Regions from separate parts of the Oryzias latipes genome. Here region 1 is linked to region 2. A link is a contact called in public Hi-C data. All regions are on one chromosome and are shown on one strand. The core of a region is the stretch at or near the end of the contact, and the rest is flanking DNA. Distances in the headings are between cores, read along the strand shown. Region 1 overlaps bahcc1 (BAH and coiled-coil domain-containing protein 1). Region 2 holds the start of fscn2 (fascin-2).

The links. Hi-C and Micro-C count contacts between places; a contact is called where the count stands out from the background.
Region 1: a Hi-C map of embryo shows a contact between it and region 2, with 1.7 times the contacts expected there. The contact joins the enhancer-like site here to the promoter of fscn2 in region 2. A contact is called at or near these places in 3 of 5 Hi-C or Micro-C datasets (embryo and gastrula embryo).

The regions. Positions count from the first base shown.
Region 1 is chr19:3,861,472-3,865,424 of ASM223467v1, forward strand. It overlaps bahcc1 (BAH and coiled-coil domain-containing protein 1), which reads right to left. Exons shown (of 28, transcript XM_023949737.1): 28 at 2,428-3,953. Among protein-coding and RNA genes, the nearest start is that of LOC110017224, 16 kb to the left of the region's middle. Within about 2 kb of position 1,255, at least 3 of the 8 cell types and tissues checked have an H3K27ac peak or open chromatin away from gene starts, as enhancers often do. A contact at or near this core is called in embryo and gastrula embryo, where this site is marked.
Region 2 is chr19:3,819,818-3,823,983 of ASM223467v1, forward strand. It overlaps fscn2 (fascin-2), which reads right to left and starts at 2,690. Exons shown (of 6, transcript XM_020712251.2): 1 at 2,440-2,690.

The DNA of each region.
Region 1 (3,953 bases), core at 5-2,504, 40 kb after region 2:
AGTTTCCAATAATGCATTAGTTGAAAGGCAGCAAAGCATCATTAAGAAATTTTTAGGTGTCCCAAAATAAACGTAAAATTTGTCAACTGCTCCCACTGCTCCTCACTTTTAAATTAAATGCACAATTTTTTCCACATTTTATTTCTTGTTGCTGTTTTCTTGCTGCCAGAATCTGTGCTATCCTAGGCACTTTCTCATTTGGAGTTGGGTCATCTAGACCCACTAGACAGTGCGCTGAACCTTTTTTCTTCAATGGTTTGTGAACCTCACTGGTGTCCATGGATTACATGAAATCTTTCCACCTTTATCCACCTTTGTCATGGTAAGGAGAACACGTCAGTGTAAGGGTGGGGTCATCTAAGATAGCACAAGGGTTAAAAAGCGTCAAAACGAGTTTCTGATGTGAACAAATTGGAAGGCAAATTTGAAATTACATCTTTATATTGCAGGCAGGACAGAAAATTATTAAGTTGCAGTGAGTTAGTCAATTATTTGAACTTTTGGTTTCCCTAAATTCATCAATTTATTTTCTAATTCATTACTTGATAAGCCAGAGAGTGTACAGGCAAACAAAAGTTTTGCAACATCAACTTTTGATTGCTTTTTATTTGTTATTTTTGCTTAAATTAGCCCAAATTGGGTTTGTTGGTGTTGACTTCTGCCCGGCCGAGAATCAGTGATTTATAGAAGTACACCATCTGTTGCATAACTACCATTAAGTAAGATTGGCTATGCAGTGAAAAATGTCATAAAGGCACACACACGGTAAAATGGATACCAGTAGCAAGCTTACATGGGCTTATGTGAAGGATGGATGAGGTGATGCAGACGAGAGCGCTGATCTCCTCGCTCTGATCTGAATATATCTCAGCGCATGCACTCATGCAGCATCCTGCTGCAGCTGGCAGCTATTCATTCTCCTCGGTGACAATCTCGCGGTGCATCTAAATGGAGAGCTTTCTCTGAATTTAAAAAGCCTCCCCCCACCCCGCCGCCTCATAACTTTACATCCAAGGGCAAAACACCTTTTCCGTCACTGTTCCTTTTTGATAAACGTGCAATTAAACACGACCAGCAGGAACAATGGAGGCATGAGGAGTGACACGCCGCAGATGTTTTGTCCTGCAGCCTCCAGCTGCGGCTGAAAAAACACGACAATAAAAGTCGCAGCACCGCTCTCTGACACCTTGACCCCTCGTGCACACATTCACCCACACACACAAATCAGCCTGCAGCCTGTTTGTTCTACTGTGAAAGCCTCTTTCATTAACCCAGAAGGGCCCCCTCCAGTCTATTGTGCCCACTATCTCCTGCGGCATTCTGGGTAAAGTAGTTTAACAATGTCAACCAGATAAGCCCAATGCAAACCTGCTGATAAGGACTCAAAGACTGCACTTAATGTCTGTGTGTGTTCAAGGCGTTGGTTGATTGAGGAGCAGATGAGGAGGATGTGAAGACCAGCACAGAGCAGAATGGGGGGGTTTGAATGAGGAGCAATGTTTCATATCACAACAGGCCAAAAACGAGAAGACAAAGAAAGAGTAAATACGCGTTTTTTTTGAACGGGTGCGGGATTTAAAACCATTTCCAAGGACCATTAGTGAAGTTAGTCGAGTTTTCCTGTATTGACAAGTGAGGAGAGTCGCAGGCTGAGGAGAAAGGAAAAAGCAGTGGAGGAGGGGCTGCCATTAAAAAACACAGAATAAAACCGAGTTTATGGCCGGTGTTCAAGGCAGTGCCGCTCTCCCGCTTCCTTTGAGCACCGCTTTGATTGTGACTGGAGGTCAAAGGTAAGAATTCCACGCAGACAAGACGTTTGTACCAAACCGCAGATACCAAAGGTGCAGGTAACAAGGCGATAAGAAGGTGTGAACATGCTGCTGCCATGAATTGCTGTGTAATTTCTCACAGGAAGTCCATAATCCAAACTGCTCTCTTGGCTGGCACGCTGAAAGAGAGCACGAATCAGCAAACAGCGAATTCAAATATTTTCAGACTGAAAGGAAATCTGCTGGCTTTGTTCTCTTAATGGTGCCGTTCCGTTTTATTGTTCGGCATACCTGACCCACCTGAGGAGCCCGAGGAGACTCTACCCTCCTCTTGTGAAACGCTGTAAGATACAGTTTCCCTTTCTTTCTCCATTCATTCCTGCCTGTCGGCTTCGGCTACAGTTTCAAATTGCTTCCTACCAACGTGGACCCCCCCACACACACACACCACCACCACCAGCCTCTTCATTCTTGCTTTCTACCTTGGTTTATATTCTGAGATCTGACAAATGATCGGCATTGATTCACACAAGGAGGCATTCAGAGAGCTCAAACTCGACACAAAAGAGAGGGAAACTCTTCAACTCATTTTGTAAGAACCATTTTTTTTTAATGAAACACAAAAAAAAGCAATAAAATTAAGATAAATATTTTTTTCTTTTTGTACATGAGGAAATATTTAAGTTATATTTCCAAAGAATGACTGAAATTACATAATATATCTTACTAGGCCATCTCAACCGTACAAAGCAGGTTCCAGTGGGTCTAAATAAGGATCAAAAACACACACAGATGTTATCTCTGCAAAAATGTGATGTTCAGAACTGAATCCAGTGTCTGTTCAACAAAATACAGCTTTTAAACAAATTAAAGACCCATTAAAGTTATATTTTATAACCGAGTTTCACATTAGATCTCATTTAAAGCTTTTGCTTTGCAGTGTAACAGCAAAAAGTGTTGTTAAACGTCAGTCCTTACAAAGAAAAAAGGCATTTATGTTCTTCCCCTGTACCTCTAACCGGTACATACCATCAGTCCTCTCAGGCTTGCATAAACATGATAAGGGAAAAAAAATGTACAAACATAATATACATCCGTTTTTGTTTTGTTTTTTTTGTTGTTTTTTTTGGCAAAGCAGGAATAAAAGTGACAAGAACCATTATTGATGATTTGATCGGTTATTTTTCTTCCTGTCTCTCAGCATTGTCCCATTGATTGGCTCTGATTGTCCTTCACAGTCACGTGATGCCATTATGGTTGCCATGGAGACCTCAAGTGCATCAGCTGGGCAGCCCCTACACAACGTCGCTGCCATGTTTCTCAGAGGCCGTCATAGCAACGCCGGATGAACGGACAGGAGAAACGCTGTCATTGCAGGGGGTCCCGGATTCAAATTTGATTGAACATTTTTCTAAAATCGTTTCCATCTAACGTGGTGAAGCGTAAACGAACCGGCGCTTTGGTATGTCTCTTTTTGCTGCCAGATATGTATCTACATTTTCTACAGAAGTACAGGCTAGGTTAGATTTATGCACTAGATTATTTTTGGATTAAAGAACAGCAGAAACTCCATTTATTTTTCCAGTCTTGGTTAATAAAAAATATAATAAACAATGAAATTAAATACAAAAAAAATTGACTTTTCCAGATTTTCTTATAAAAAAAAACATGTCCCAAATACATTTTTCGTATTCACCTTCTGCCTGAAACCACAGTTGTGGCAACAAAGTTGTCACAAAAGGTCGCAATTTGACCCAGAATCAAATCTCCAGTCCTGTTCAGTGCATTAAGAGAAAAGGAAACAGAATCCCTCCTCTGACCTCTGCTGGAGGAAGTCACCCACCGGCCCTGAAAACCAACATAAAATAATCTTCTTTTTAAAATAAAAAACAAAAATAACAATTATACTGTATATTATTTACACTGTTATTTTACACAGAAGGCTGTACAAAGCTCACGCACACAGACGCACGCACCGCTCAAATAAACAATCCTACATGTGTCTTCGCTCCTGCACAGGAGGACACCAGAGAGGTATTGACGTGTATGGCTTGAAAGGAGGAAGAAAAAATAAAAATAAAAGTTGTTCTGCGTTTGAGTCGCAACGACTAAAAATTACACGTTAGGTACTGGATCGGTTAATAAAAAAAGAGACATACTCATGCTGCACCATGACACCGTCGT
Region 2 (4,166 bases), core at 1,440-3,939:
CAAAGAATTATTACGTATTTTGTTGCAAATTGTCAACGGGTATGCAAGAAACATGTGGAGAAGAAATGACGCAAATTAACTGCCAAAGGTTTGAGAAGAATCAAGCGTGAAGCAACCAGGACGCTTTCTCGACCAGTGCTGCCATATCCCACAACTGCAACCTACCTGGAGTATCAGGAAGTACGAGATGTTCAGTTCTCAGAAAAGCTGAAACCCGACCACCTCTTAACAAAATGCACAAGTTGAAACGTCAAGAACGAGCAAAGAACTATCTCAAGACAGAACTTTTCAGAGGCTTTGTGGGCCGATGACATGAATGGACCGGATGGAGGCGCCCGTGGTTGGATCAGTAACGGACACAGAGCTCCACTTCGACTGGAGCAAGGTGGAGGTGGGGTGCTGGTGTGGGCAGGTATCATTAAAAATAAGTTGGTTGGACCTTTTCGAGTTAATAATGGACTCAATATCAACTCTCAGACCTACTGCCAATTTTCAGACAACACTTTTTTCAAGCAGTGGTTCAAGAAACAGTCTGCATCTTTCAAGAAGACACTCCATCACTTGCATCAAAGCCCTCTACTGCGAGGCTGGCTAGCAAAGGCCTTAAAGATGGAAGGGCTAATGACACAGCCCCCATCTTTATTGACCTAAATCCTATTGAGAACTTTTGGGCCCATCTTAAGCGGGAGATATACAGTGAAAGTAAACAGTACACCTCTCTGGGAGGTGATGGTCACAGCTGGACAAAAGGTTGATCCCAAGCAGATCAAGAAACTGACGGACTCCATGAACGAAAGGCTTGTGTCTGTCATTGAAAAGAAAGGTGGCTATATTGGTCACTGAGATTTTCTCTTTGCATTTCAGAAAAAGTTTATTTGTAAAGTTTGTTTGTTATTCTCACTTTAACAGGTGTATAAAAAAACTGCAAGATGGGAAAATCTTTTTTTCTTTGAGTTGCAGAATAATTCTGCACATTGTAAGTTGCCTAATAATTGAGTAAACGTAGTTATCTTTTTAAGAAAGCCAAATCTTCACTTTTAATACTTTTATCTATTGAATATTCAGGTTTGAGGTTTTTTTCCCTACATTTTAGATCGACCAAGTGCACTGTAGTGGCACAACAATACAATTTATCCTCAAAAATACAGATTGCCTAATACTTGTGCACTCAGTGTAGATCAAAAGAGAACTGGAGTGAGACTTTAACTGAACTCCAGTGAAAATTATTCTACATAATAGCAGCGATAAGAACGATACGATTCCTTGGCCATATTGGTTCCTGTTGATTGATCTGATTCACTGACCTAAAATGAGTTCAGGACATCTTTAGCCAAAACTTCAACCAGTTGATGTCAAATCCATGTAGTTCCCACATCATAATTATCCAAATGGAACATAATTAGAACATTTTACCACACTATACGGTCACATGTCTTTGGAAAATTCTGTTTCCACACATTGGTGCCATCACATCAGTCGTTCTTACGTTACAGTAAAATAATGTCTCAATCCAAATGTTATTTTCCAATATTGATATAATCGACTTATTTCATTTTGAAAAGATTAAGTGATGGTATATTCAATTAACAACTTGAGTCAGACGGATCGATCTAAGGATCGATAAGTGTCCAGTTTTGTTCCTTCTATAGGGTCTCGTGTTCTGAAGGCTGTGAAGCCGACTCCTACATTTCCAGGACTTCAGCGCCTCATTATTCGACTCTCTTGAGTGAGAACGAGTCTAAAGAAGCATTGGAATTCGCTCGAGCTTCAACAACTCAAAACAATAAAAAAAAAAAGACAACGTTCTCTGAGAGAAAAAATGTGTCAACCTTTTTTTTTCTTTTTGTGGAGCGCTGAGCCTGGCTCCTTTCTCATCTCGCTTTGTATCAAAATACCTCCATCCAAGTTTGCCTCTTCATCACATTTCTCTCTTCTTGACACACTTTTTGGATAAAGGACGAGGTGAAGAACTTCTTCTTCCGTTTGAAAACAAATGCATGGTTTCTGAGACAGGGGATGGATAAAAATGGAAGTATGATAGACAAACGAATGACTGAATAAATAAATAAATATAAAAACACACTTATTAAAGGGTTGCCACTGAAATCAAAGGAGAAAGTTGAAATGTCAGTACTCAAAGCCACCACTAGGAGGCGGTGTAGGCCTTATGATGCTCTTCTAATGAGAACGCTGGCTGTATGGATTTTGGAGGTCGCACAAAAACGAAAGAGAAGATTGATGCTTGGTTTGTCAGCGTTGGTGCCTGTGGGACTGCATAGCGTAGGAGGGAAGGACTGTAGTGCTATTTAAAATGGCTGCTATTAATGCTTTTAAAATTTGTTTTTTATGGCATTTTTTGTTAAAGCCTTCAATCCGCTACATGAACAAAAAACATCCTTGCAATTCAAATGTTTTTCTTACCTCACCTGAGTGTCTCACCTGTATAAGTCATGCTGTAACTGACAGTTTGGGTGCAAATGTGGGTTCCACTTCACTGCCAGGCATGCGCTTCTTGTGTGCCTTTCAGTCTCTTTGGTTTCCTTGCATGCTGACTTGATTATAATCAAGGAAGCACGCGCTTAGAAAGGCTTCAGAAATGTCTCTGGTCGCCTCATGTGTTCCGGTCTATACTATATTATCCTTTCTTTAGATGTGTCTGAAAAGATGCTTTGAAACGGCGCGGATTAACTGATGTATTGCGTTTCTAAAAACAAACCGCCTCTGAATCATTCATTAATTCACATTTGGCTATTACAGAGCGGGTTTGTGCTTTATGGGGGAACGCAGCGCCTTCTTGTGTGGCAGGAAAGAGTTAATAGCGATGGGCTCGACGTGATGAGTGAAGGGGGCTCTGTGAAAAGCAGCCAGCCAATCCGCGTCAAGATTAACACCTCGCGCGCCTGTGATTGGCTGACAGCCGAGTCGATGTTGTTTGGAGCTCAAACCCCACGTGGGGGCAGGGACTGTTCGCGTCGCTGTCATTGGTGGAATCTTCGCTGAGCGGCCCCGCCTTTCAATAAATCTCGCCTTCTGATTGGTCACAGTACCTAAATCAAACATTTGCGAAGCTCCTCCCCGTCTGTGCTCGCCTTGTTTTTCCGCCCGGGAGGAAAGGCAATATCCCAGTCGCTCTGCCTCTGCCACCGTCGCAACACATCTATCAGGAGTCGTACGACCTCAGATCAGACATTTTCTCCGATTTGGCCCAAAATTACATAACCTGATGTAATATTTACCTAGACGTTAACCCTGCCGTCGAAAACGTCCTATTGTCTTGACTTTATTACCGTTTTTTTCGTCTCCATGTTTCCTCATTTCGCTGCAAACAAACGCAGGCCCGCATCCGCGATGATCAACTGCTGAATATATCTGTGTGTAGAGAAGCCCAAACAGATATTCACATTTAAAGCTTATGAGAAGCTCAATAAAAACCTATTCCGGAAGAAAGAAAAGTGCACAACATATATGTAACGCATTTATTTTTTTCTTTTCTTGGCCAAATAATACGTTTAAAGAGCTTTTAAACTGAAGGAGGTGCAACTAGAACTGAAAAGCACCTTTATCCATTTTACCTTTAGATTGCTTCCAAAATGTTTCCAAACTGCAGACATTGCTAAAATAGACACATTTAAATGAGACACCGACGTTTCAGTTAGTGCTAAAGCTGTTTTATAAAGGACAGTTTCAAAATAAAAGGACAATAACTGGCCATGTTTGTTTGTGGCCTGCAGACTTTTACGACTAATTTTTTTAAAAGTTTCACTCCAATAGCTATAATCTATTTTCAAAGCGTTCCAAGTGGTATTTTAATTATAAATATGTTGTTCGTAGTCAAAATAATAATTGATTAATAATAATATTAATTAATTAACAATTCATTTTCTAGGACATAGTTTCTGCAGAGCGGCAGGGGTTCAACAGAGATTTGCCTTTATTTTGTAGGCAGGACTGTTACCCTGCCCTCATTAGCCATTTACAGGATTTTTCCAATTGCATTTTTTTGTCTTTTCCTGATTCACAACAATGTGAATAAAGCTTAACTTTCTTCTCTTTCTTCATTTTATACATGTCCTTCATCATGAGAAAAATGCTACAAGAATATGTTAAAAACACCATTTTCATCGGTCATTTAGAAAAAGAGTGACTAATCTACCAAAGTATAATAA